Regions from separate parts of the Gossypium hirsutum genome. Here region 1 is linked to region 2. Evidence: chromatin contacts called from public Hi-C data. All regions are on one chromosome and are shown on one strand. Each heading gives the region's core, a stretch centred on a gene start, on an enhancer-like site or on the middle of the called end of the contact. The rest is flanking DNA. Distances are from core to core; before and after follow the strand shown. Region 1 holds the start of LOC107961824 (ornithine aminotransferase, mitochondrial). Region 2 holds the start of LOC107961821 (pyruvate dehydrogenase E1 component subunit beta-3, chloroplastic).

Evidence for each region. Hi-C and Micro-C count contacts between places; a contact is called where the count stands out from the background.
Region 1: a contact with region 2 is called in a Hi-C map of leaf, with 2.5 times the contacts expected there. The contact joins the promoter of LOC107961824 here to the promoter of LOC107961821 in region 2. A contact is called at or near these places in 3 of 34 Hi-C or Micro-C datasets (all in leaf).

Annotation. Positions count from the first base shown.
Region 1 is chrA06:109,942,229-109,948,190 of Gossypium_hirsutum_v2.1, reverse strand. LOC107961824 (ornithine aminotransferase, mitochondrial) reads right to left here and starts at 1,441. Exons shown (of 11, transcript XM_016897989.2): 1 at 1,269-1,441; 2 at 634-1,145. The coding sequence starts at 788.
Region 2 is chrA06:109,712,881-109,718,271 of Gossypium_hirsutum_v2.1, reverse strand. LOC107961821 (pyruvate dehydrogenase E1 component subunit beta-3, chloroplastic) reads left to right here and starts at 1,273. Exons shown (of 4, transcript XM_016897987.2): 1 at 1,273-1,688; 2 at 1,771-1,877; 3 at 1,992-2,035; 4 at 2,774-4,088. The coding sequence starts at 1,580. The coding sequence ends at 3,746.

The DNA of each region.
Region 1 (5,962 bases), core at 192-2,691, 230 kb before region 2:
TGTACTTGAACAAGAAAAGTAATTTTGCTTACTCTATCCTTGAAAAAATAAAGGCAATGGAATCAAATTACAAATGAAAAGGCAACTTCAGAGACCATAAAAAATATCCTCCATGGAAAAGTTTTGTGATTTCCTATTCTCCACATTGAAACTCAATCAAAGGTCCTCAACAAAATCCATTAATCTAATTGGCTGAGTCTACATATTAGGGCATGGTCTAATTATATCAACAAAACCTGAATACAGAAGTTAAAAAATTTCACCCTATTGAACTTGGACACAGCAACAGATACTCCATCATTCTAACAGGAAAGATCAATTGAACCCATTTATATTATCGAAGAAAAATCTCACATAATCCATCATTCTAACAGGAACGATCAACAAAGACTAAAGCTTGAAGCTAACAAAGCAAAACCAAAACCACAAATACTAATTATAATAAATATGTTTCCGATAAACGTAAGCAAAACCGAAAACATGAATACAAGTGATAGTAGATGCTTTTCAGATCAAAGAACCAAAACCCAGAACCCAAAACAAGAAGAAAAAAACTGAATTGCCAGAAGAAGAGAAAGATTAAGCCCAGAGATTAAGGATGAATCAAATGAAAAAAGAGAGAAAAGAACTTACTTGTGGGCACTATATTCGTATTCAAGGTTGATGAGATGGTTAGAAGAGGAAGAAGAAGAAGAAGAGCTGCCTTCAGCCAGAACACCATAGGTCCTCCTGCTTGTTCGGCTCACTCTGCTTAGCAAAGACAGTAAGGGTTTCCTCGTTGCCGCCATTTCCGGGTGACACCAACAGGTTTGTTATCTTTTTTCTCTCTCTTTTGGACTTGGAGGGTTATATTAGATAATGATGTTTTATATTACGGTGCACAGTAAAATGGGAAGTTTTTTCTCCTCTATTTTCCGGCATAAATTCTTTTGTATCCGCAAGCTGAGTGTAACCGCACGCAAGTCTTCCAAATCCAAATCCAAATCCAAATCCAAATCCCAATGTCTCAATTATCTAATAATACCCCGAGCTTTGTACGAAACCGACAAAAACTTCCCATTCTTTTGTTTAGAAAAACTCAATTACACTTTTCAAGATAATTTCTCCTTTTTCGTGTTCCAGATGGTAGAAGATCATACAAACAACTGAATGAAAGCAATAAAAACTTGTATTATTATAATCATGGCTTCCCTTTCTTTATAATCATGGCATTAACGAGTTATTTTTATATTTAGAAAGGAAACGGAAGATAAGGGAAATATGCCAACCTTGGAGTCGATTACACGTAAGATTCCATCCAATTCCAAAATAATCCGATTTGCCGCACCTATCAAAGTCTTTTAATATACAAGTCACCGGTAGAGTTAACCAATCATATGATACCGTGCTGAGTGGCTGAGCCCTCCACTTATGGCTTTGGGATCAGGGTCGGGAGTTGTTCATGCTATGGAAATCATAAAATATTTAAATTGTAATTTTTATGGTAATTTTATTATTATTAAATTTTTATTATTTTAGGAAGTTTTTATTTTTATTAATTTTAAATTTTAAATTTTTAAAAGGTCTAAATAAAAGTTTTTTTAAAATAAAAGGGTCGCCCCTGCTAGCCCCTTAAATATACTCTTATTTATGTTTATTTACCTACCACAAAATTTACACTAAAAAATTTACTTTACCAAAAGTTAATTATACAACGAAAGTTATTATCCATAAATTAAATCACTAAACTATAACGTTAAAAGAGTTAGTTCATGCAAAAGGCAAAAGTGAGAGAAAATATGCTATTGTTAAAGACAATGATGCTTGAATTGGATTGGATTGGAAATTCATTGAGCTATCGATTCAAAGAATGATATTGAACTAGTTAGATTAGACATTGATACAAACCAACAAAACTAGCTAAAAAAATAGGGTTTTTTTTTAATATTTTCATTTTAAAAAAATATTAATGATTTTTTAATCAAAGTAGTTAGACTGATGAATCAATGGCCTAACTAATCTATAAACCTTGGCTAAATGTGTCAACCATAGGGAAAGAAAATTTGTCCGCTGATAAAAGATGCTTATAGTGATGAAATTCAATGCAACGATATAACATCTATCAAAAGTGACGCAAGTTTACTCATTGGCAAAAAGGGCTTTACTGACATAAATTAATTCACCACAAGAAAATAAAGTGACGAAAAAATGAATTCCTAAATAAAAAGTTTTACAATGATGAATCGTTATTTATCACCAAATTATTGACTGTAGTGACAACAATTTAATCATATCACTAAAAAGTAATTACAAAGACAAAACAAGGCCATATTTAGTTCTTGAACTTGGCAACCTTTTTCATCTTGTGTGGAGTGTGCCTCGCATTTTGGACAAATCAAGAGCCAAAACAGAGGCGTCATCACGACGAAGATCCACGTGACGTTGCAATCACATGAAGCCAATTGGAGACATGAAGCAGACGACGTCTTGATGACACGACATCGGATGTCATGATGATGATGATGTCATGACGAGAAGTGTTGGGACGTTGCGACGTGATGAGGTGTTCCCACGATAATCGGGTTTCTTCTCTTAGTTAAACTTTAATTGTTTTCCCCAATCAAATTCTAATTAATCTAGGATATTTTAGTCATATTTGACCTCCAAATTTGGTCTATAAAAGGGCCTTTAGTAATCCTAGAATAGTTGATGAAAAATATAACATAACACAATTAAGAAATAACTTTAACAGAGCTTTATGAGAATTTTGTGTTTTAGTCGGAGGATTTTGTATTCGGCGTTCAGGGTTTATTTTTTATTATCTCTATCTTGTACTTTTCAGATTACTTTCTCATTAGTGAAGTCTCCTTTTGCATTTGATTTTTTATCTTCTTATCTGAGAATTTTCCACGTAAATATTTGTTTGTTTGATTTTCTGTATTTTGTTGTTCATTATTTATACAGGTTGATCCCCAACATCTTGGTCCTAAAAAAAAATTGGTCTATATTGGTACTTGAACAAAGATTTCATCAAACAATTTAGTCATTTTTTTGTAACGTCGTTAAGAGGTGATGATGTGACACTTTAAAATTATATCATGTCATTATTTAAATTTAAAAAAAAAGGTTATCGGAAAACTACAAAATTATAAAACTTATAAGCATTTTAAAAAATTATAAAAACTATTAAAGATTATAAAATAAAAAGAATTATAAATGAATTAAAAAAAAAGAGTTAGATTGTTAGATTTCCTAATTTAGGGGTTTTTATAGTGCGGCTGATGAAATGTAAGTTTGGAAAACCTAATTAGACTACCTAAATTAATTTTGATATTCATGGTAGAAAGAAAGAATGGAACCTTACTGAATATGATACAATTTATGAAAAATTATTCATAATCATCTCTTTTTTATAATATACACACATGTTGAGTTAAGTTTAAAATAGGTTGCACAAAGGATTTTGCAAGTGTTGCGGAATGATAAAGAAGCCCAAACTCATTTAAGGATATTTGATGGACTAAGAACTTACTTGAATTTATGACTGAATGTTGAAGGGATGCTTAAATTTTCTTTCCTTCCTTCTTTAATAGAAAATGGTGGAAGAAGATGAATGAATTTCCTCTTTCCATCCACTTAAAATTATATATATATAGAATAAATAGTTAATTAAACGTAATTAATTATCATTACTTTTTTTATCTAATCTTATTTACATCTCTTTAATCAGGGGCGAAGCCAAGGGGTTGGCATGGGCTCGGCCCCGGCCCCCCCTAAAATGTAAAATTACATTTTAGGCCCTTAAAATTTTTTAAAAATTTTAAATTAAAAAAGGTAAAATTACACTTTGCTCCCCTAAAATTATAAAAATTCGATTTAATCTTTTACAAATTATAAATATATAAACTATAAAAAATTAAAATTTCATCTGGCCTCCTTAAAAAACTTTTCTAGCTTCGCCTTTGTCTTTAATCATAATCTTATTAAATAAATGGTTATTATCATCATTCTCTACTAACTTTATAATAACGATGGTTTAATAATGATTTTGGTCCTTTGGATAATTGCTATCTAGGGCCTTAAACTTTTTCCAAATTAAAACTCCATAGTGATTGGACATTTACAATTTAATCCCCGAGCTTTAATTAGCTAACTTCTTGGTTAAATTACTTAACTGAACTTCAATATATTTTCATATTAACTTCATAAATCCTTATATTTTGTCCTTACGGACACAGTTTACAAAAATGAGATTCCGAAACTGCATTTTTTAACACAACTGAAATCCGAGTCGTTACATAAATCCTTTAGGCCACCTAAAGTGAAAAGGAAGATAACTAAGAAGCCTAAAGACTTATCTAAGTCTAAGTGTTTTTCTGCAATAAGAAAAAGGCACTTCAAGGTTAACTGCAAAGAGTGGAAGGATTACTTAGCAATTAAGGGCAAATGTTTCAATTTTTTTATTATTATTTTTTTCAGAAATTTTTTTCAGTGTTTTTTTAAAAGAGAAATTCAACAATACAAATGATGAAACATAGTTAGGCGACTAGCTAAATCGAATCTCGACAAAAAGAGAGTCAGTAAAAAGGGTGATTTAAAAAATTAATACAGTTTTTGGGTTAACATAAACGGGTGATAAGTATACAAAAATGGATTATGATCAACAGAGTTTACTAGGGGATAATACAATGGAAAGCTATTTAAAGGTTAAGCGGGTTAAATCCTAAGTGCTTCTATCATCTTAGTATATCAAATAGATAATATGGTCTCGGCATGTATATCCGAAGCAAGATCTAGAATAACAAATCAAGTTGACATGATCACAACCAAAAATAAAATGAGCATGAAACAGTAAATACTCTATAAGCTCAAAAGCTCACAAAAATTATGGTTTTTTTTTTTATCAAACTTGTAAATTTAAAATTTCAAGATAATGCTTCAGCTCAGGGAGACAACCTAAAATAATAATTTCTTAAAACGACTTATCATGCTTGACTCTCTCGTGTCTTAAAGTATAAATAAACCAATGCATAAAAATCCACCAATTAATCCCAAACAAAACTAATAAAAACTCCAAATTTAGAAAAATTAACTCTAATGTTATGTTTGAGAAAATTATTTAAACACAAACAACAATTCAGGGGCTATATCGCATAAACATATAAAAACCTCCTTACACTTAAGATGTACATTGCCCTCAATATATAAACAAATATAATCACAATAAGCAAAGTATCATAAGAAAGGAAGGAAGAGAATTGAAACTTCCCTGAATTGGGATAATTGTGTTGGAATAGAGAAATTCGGAAACGTAGGAGATCCTAAATTATGTACATGGTTTCGTACACACTAGTAAGAAAACAAACAAAAATAAAATAAGGTAAAAATGTGACAAAACAAATAGAAAAACAGTAAAAAAAGCAATAACAGTAAAATACATTAAAAATATATAAATCCAGAAAAGAAAAACAAATGACAATAAAAATGAAAGTAAAATAAAAAAAAACATAAAACTAAATAAAAATAACTAGTTGACCACATGTAGGATGTTAGGATTGAGAGGCGTAGAGACAATAGGGGGATCGGGTAAAGTGATATGAAAATGCTGGCACAACTGCTCTAGATAGGCCTCAATGCGATCCTGTTGGAGTTAAAGCTGGTCAAAGTGCTTTAAATGTTGCTGCTCAAGGCTTCCGATCCGATTTGAGTGCTGCTGTTGAAGGCATTCTATCTACTCTGAATGTTGTTGTTGTGTGTGATAGATGTCCTTAATCATTAATGCAATTGTAACTGAAAATTAATTTAACTAGTCATATTAATTACCTAGCTTTGTAGCACATATTTTCAAATATCTATAAATAGGAGCCCTTCACAACTAGTGAGGGGACTTCTAACATTTTGGCATTCTGATTCTCAAAGCTCTCTCTTCGCCTTAAAATTCTTTCAACTTATTTTCTTTGTTGAGCCTTATTGTCAACCACAT
Region 2 (5,391 bases), core at 24-2,523:
GAGTTCATCCTGCTTGAAGCGTTTTTGACACTATTGTTCAGATATATCTTCTCAAAATTATTTTTTCAGAAACTACTGTAGAAAAAACGCGTCCACGTAAGAACTTTTTTCAGTACTTTTGCTGACAGTGCATCCTGCTTGAAGCGTTTTTGACACTATTTGTTCAGAAACATCTTCTCAAAATTATTTTTTTTAGAAACTACTGTAGAAAAAACACGTCCACGTGGGAGCTTTTTTTAGTAATTTTGCTGACAGTGCATCCTGCTTGAAGTATTTTTGACACTATTTGTTCAGAAACATCTTCTCAAAATTATTTTTTTTCAGAAACTACTATAGGAAAAACGCGTCCACGTGGAAGCTTTTTTTTAATACTTTTGCTGACAGTGCATCCTGCTTGAAGCGTTTTTGGCACTATTTGTTCAGAAATGTCTTCTCAATTTTATTGTTTCAAAAACTACTGTAGAATTTTTTTATTGCTAATATATTTTTTCCAAAACCCTAAACACAAAATTATTTAAAAAAATTAATCCATAATTTAATTAATTAACCTTAAAACCCTAAACCCTAATCTAATCAATTTTTTAAATTAATAATTAATTTAATCGACTACCCTTAAACCCTAATTTAATTAATTTTTTTCTTAAAAAAATCTAAACCCTAAACTCTAAAAACCTAAAACCCCTAACCTTAAAAACATTAACCATAAAACCTTAAACCAATACAAAAAATCTTAACCCTAAAAAAAAGGGCAAAACTCATTTTTGGGAGAGCGTTTTGTTCACGTCAACACAAAGCGCTTCCTTGAGGGCGCGCTTTGTGTTGACGTGGACAAAACGCTCCCCCAAGGACACGTTTTGCTGACACATCATTTGAGATCGCGCTGACATGGACGCATTTTTAGGGAATTCGACCTTTTTTGGTAAATAATAAAAAAAGTTAGCCTATTTCCGTAAATAATTTTAGAGAAGGATTTTTTTTTTTTTGTAAAGTGGCCCTCAAATGGGCTTTAACGTGTGTTTAGATAACACCAATGCAGTGAGAGGTGAAGCATGTTTTTCTTTTCTTTCACATTTCATTAGTAATATGTTGGGAACATTTGTATTAATTCATCCTAATTTTATAAATCAAACCAATTTACTTTGTTTTTCTGATAATTTCTCATAAAAAAAAGAACTGCTTAGTTTAAAAGTTGTAAGCCGAGGAGTACCAGATAATTCCCGCAGTTCCAACCACTAACGAGCTGCAGGTTAGGTTTTGTTAGCTGGTCCAACAGAAAACACCACTTCGTGTTGCACATGCGCCACAACCCAATCGTTAATCTCAAAGCATCACCGTTCATCATTTAAACCTAAATGAACTAGTCTTCCATGAAAACAATGCCTTGTGCGTGTATTCCACTCCAAATAAATCGCCCAACATTTAAAAAAAAAATTAATATCAATAAAAAGACCCTCAAATTCTTCGCCTAGTTGTCTTACTCCTCTCGTATAAATTTCACTCTTCCTGTTTAATTTATTTCCATTTTGTTTTAAATAAATTTCATTTCTTTTTTACTTTCGCTGCTGCAAGTGCAAATTCAATGGCTGCCATCTTCCAAGGAGTTGGGGCGGCTGCTGCGTTATCATCATTACCCTCCAATTCTTTCGATTCCAAAAATTTTCTTTTTTCTCCTCGTAGATCCTTCTCCGGTTCGTTGTTCTTTTTTCTTTTTTCATTTTCATTTCAGATTTTTTAAAAAAAAAATGGTTTCTGAATACTGTTTTGGTTCAGTGAGGAAAGCGCCGAGCTTTGTGGTAGTCAGATCTGATGGAACCATGAACTTGGATTTGAACCCTAAAGGTCGAAGGGCTCAACAATTTATTGCCAATGCAGTTGCGGTAATACTTCCTTTTTATTCCCCTCTCTCTGTCTCTTCGTTTTCTACGTTTTGAAAAGGCTTAGTGTCATTTCCTATGATGTTACTAATTTCAATTGTATTTTGATTTTTTTAGACCAAAGAAGATAGCTCCGCAGCGTCGTCATTTTCGAAACCAGGGTAATTATTTTCCATTTTAGAGTTCAGAATTAACTTTTGAATTAGTGTTACATTGTTGTTAATTGCTCTAATTTTGTTAAATATGAAATATGTTGATATTATTAGTGTTGTATTAGCATGGTATTGCTCAATTTTTCTAACTTGTCTGCCTAATGACATAGCCCAAAGCTTGCATTGATATTTTGATTCTTTTGTATTATTTTATAACTTAGTCTTTTTTTTTTCAGTTCATGCCTTGGTTTTGACGAACATTTTTTTTCCTCTTTTCATTGCAATCCTGCAACTTTAGTTGAGATGCATGCTTAACCAAGTCTTGCTCATATTATGGTAATGTTCATGCATTTTATACCATTCAGGCATTAACCTCTTTCTAACATCAGTACAGTTTTATGTTAAAAAAAAAAAAAGGGCACATTCTTTCACAAGTGAATTTGTTTTTCCATATCACTGTTGATGTTGGCTTATAGTAGGTCTTTCTAAAATGACTGATTCATTGCTGTCTGTCTACTGTCATCAACTGATTGTCAGAGGCATGTGCGTCAAAGGTTGAATGGATGTCACTTGATTCTTGGGTGTATGCTTGCATGTATATATGTCTGTTTCGTGTGTTGCAATGGAGCTATGTTCATCATTAATTTCTTTTTATATTCATACTTGTCACAATCATGTCTTTTGTTTTGTTATTTTATGAAAAATTGTTGGAGTGATATATGTAACTAGATCTATATTGTATCCCAGGAATGAGCTTTTACTTTTTGAAGCTCTACGAGAGGGATTGGAAGAAGAAATGGAGAGGGATCCCCGTGTGTGTGTCATGGGTGAAGATGTGGGTCACTATGGAGGTTCCTACAAAGTGACCAAAGGACTAGCTACGAAGTTTGGGGACCTTAGGGTTCTTGACACCCCTATTGCGGAGAACTCTTTCACTGGCATGGGAATCGGAGCTGCTATGACTGGCTTGAGACCAGTTGTTGAGGGTATGAACATGGGATTTCTCCTCCTTGCTTTTAATCAGATCTCAAACAATTGTGGTATGCTTCATTATACGTCTGGTGGCCAGTTTACCATACCAATAGTTATTCGTGGACCTGGTGGTGTTGGACGGCAACTTGGTGCAGAGCATTCTCAACGCCTTGAGTCCTATTTTCAGTCAATACCTGGAATTCAAATGGTTGCATGTTCAACCCCTTACAATGCCAAGGGATTAATGAAGGCTGCTATCAGAAGTGAGAACCCTGTTATACTTTTTGAGCATGTTTTGCTTTACAACCTCAAGGAGAGAATCCCAGATGAGGATTATATCTGTAATCTTGAGGAAGCTGAGATGGTAAGGCCTGGAGAACATGTCACTATTCTAACCTATTCAAGGATGAGGTATCATGTGATGCAGGCAGCAAAAACTTTGGTGAACAAGGGTTATGATCCTGAAGTAATTGATATTAGGTCATTGAAACCATTTGATCTTTACACCATTGGTAACTCAGTTAAGAAGACACATCGTGTTCTTATTGTGGAGGAGTGCATGCGGACAGGTGGTATTGGTGCTAGCTTGACCGCTGCCATCACTGAGAATTTCCATGATTATTTGGATGCTCCAATCATCTGCTTATCTTCACAGGATGTGCCTACACCATATGCTGGAACATTGGAGGAATGGACTGTAGTTCAGCCTGCGCAGATTGTGGCGGCGGTTGAGCAGCTCTGCCAGTAGTTGTGATAGCAGTAATAGTGATTCCATAGTTGAAGTTCTGTTAATCTTGTCGTGTTTAGTACGAAAGCAGTTCCTTTGCAACATCATTTTCGATCTCTAATTCCTGTTCCTTGGCAATTTTGTCAGTTCAAACTTGCAAGTTTTCATCAGGTTGAGGCCCTTGTGATCTTGTTCTTTCTTGACTAAAATGGCAAGTAAGATCCTTAAGCAATAGTTATAGGTAGAATTATGGAAAATAACTCTGTACTTTCCATTTCTCTTCACATTGCTATACACTTATTAGACAAAGTCGTGTAATTTTTTCTATTAATATGGTATGGCAAATGAATCTTAATTTGTTTATACTTTTTTATTTATTGGTTGTTTTCAGTTTTATTGCTTTTTATTTGCGTTTGAAGTAAGTCACCTCGTAGCTGCTGTCCAATCTGCTATTGCCCCCAAAGAACTTGGCTCGCTGGAAGTGGAGTTTTGGCACATTGTAGTATGCTAACAATCTCAGTAGATGCTTTCTGGTTGTTGCTAAGGTGAGTATTCAATTGAATCAAATGAAAAAATTTTGATTTAATCGAGTTTTAGAATTCTATTTTCTCATCTTAACTCGATTTAACATTTTTTTCGAATCGAGTGAGATGGAATCAAATCGAATATGTTTATTTGAGTTAATTTTTTTTTAAAAAAAAACTAAATACCATACTGTGCATATTAAACCAAATACCATACTCAATTGTTCCAATTCATGCTCTATCTAAGTTTTACAGACTCTCTAGTCCCCAAGCAGTGTAATGGCAACATAAACTGCAAACAGCCAAACACTATAAAATTTTGATGCCATCAAAGCAAATAAATGAAAAGATTTGGCTTAAACAATGCCAGCGTTATTGAATAATCTCAATTTCATTAATTCCAAAGAACATAATGATTCAGTTTCATAAAAATTCAAAGCTTGAAATCAAAATATTAGATAGACAACAATCGAAATAATAATTAAATATAGTCAACAACAATCACATAAAAACGTTCGAGGCCAAATAAAGCACATAAAGCTTAGAACCCTAGCTTAGTACGATGCCAGTGTCTACGCTTCGCATTGTACCTGCAGTGTACCAAAGGAACACCAGTTTCGGAGCCGCGTTGGCCAGAAAGAACTCCATATTCGAAGCGATCAGAGACCAGAGATGATGAGGGATTTGCCTAACCTAAGAAAGCTAGATGAATTGATGAAGAAGAATAGACTTGACATTTGGGGGTTTGAATGGATGGACGATAGACCTGGAGGGTTTGATTTGGGGGAAATTGGGAAAATGGTGGGGTTGGTCGGCTGGGGCAGATGGGCTTTGGGGCGGGAATGGGGTAAAGTAAAAGGGTTTGAATTTGGGGAATATAAATTTAAAATATAAAATAATATAATTTGTATTCGAATTATTTAAACTATTCAAATTCAAAAATTTAACACAATTCAAACTTGAAATTAAAAAAATTCGAGTTGATTCGATTAATTTGATTAACTCGATTAACTCAATTTGAATAAGTCAAAATTCGATTTTTTTGAATCGAACTAAATTTTACTCACCCCTAATTGTTGCAAAAGAAAATATGTTTTGCTTCATCATGGACTAAACTAAATTCGATGAAATTTAATGCATTT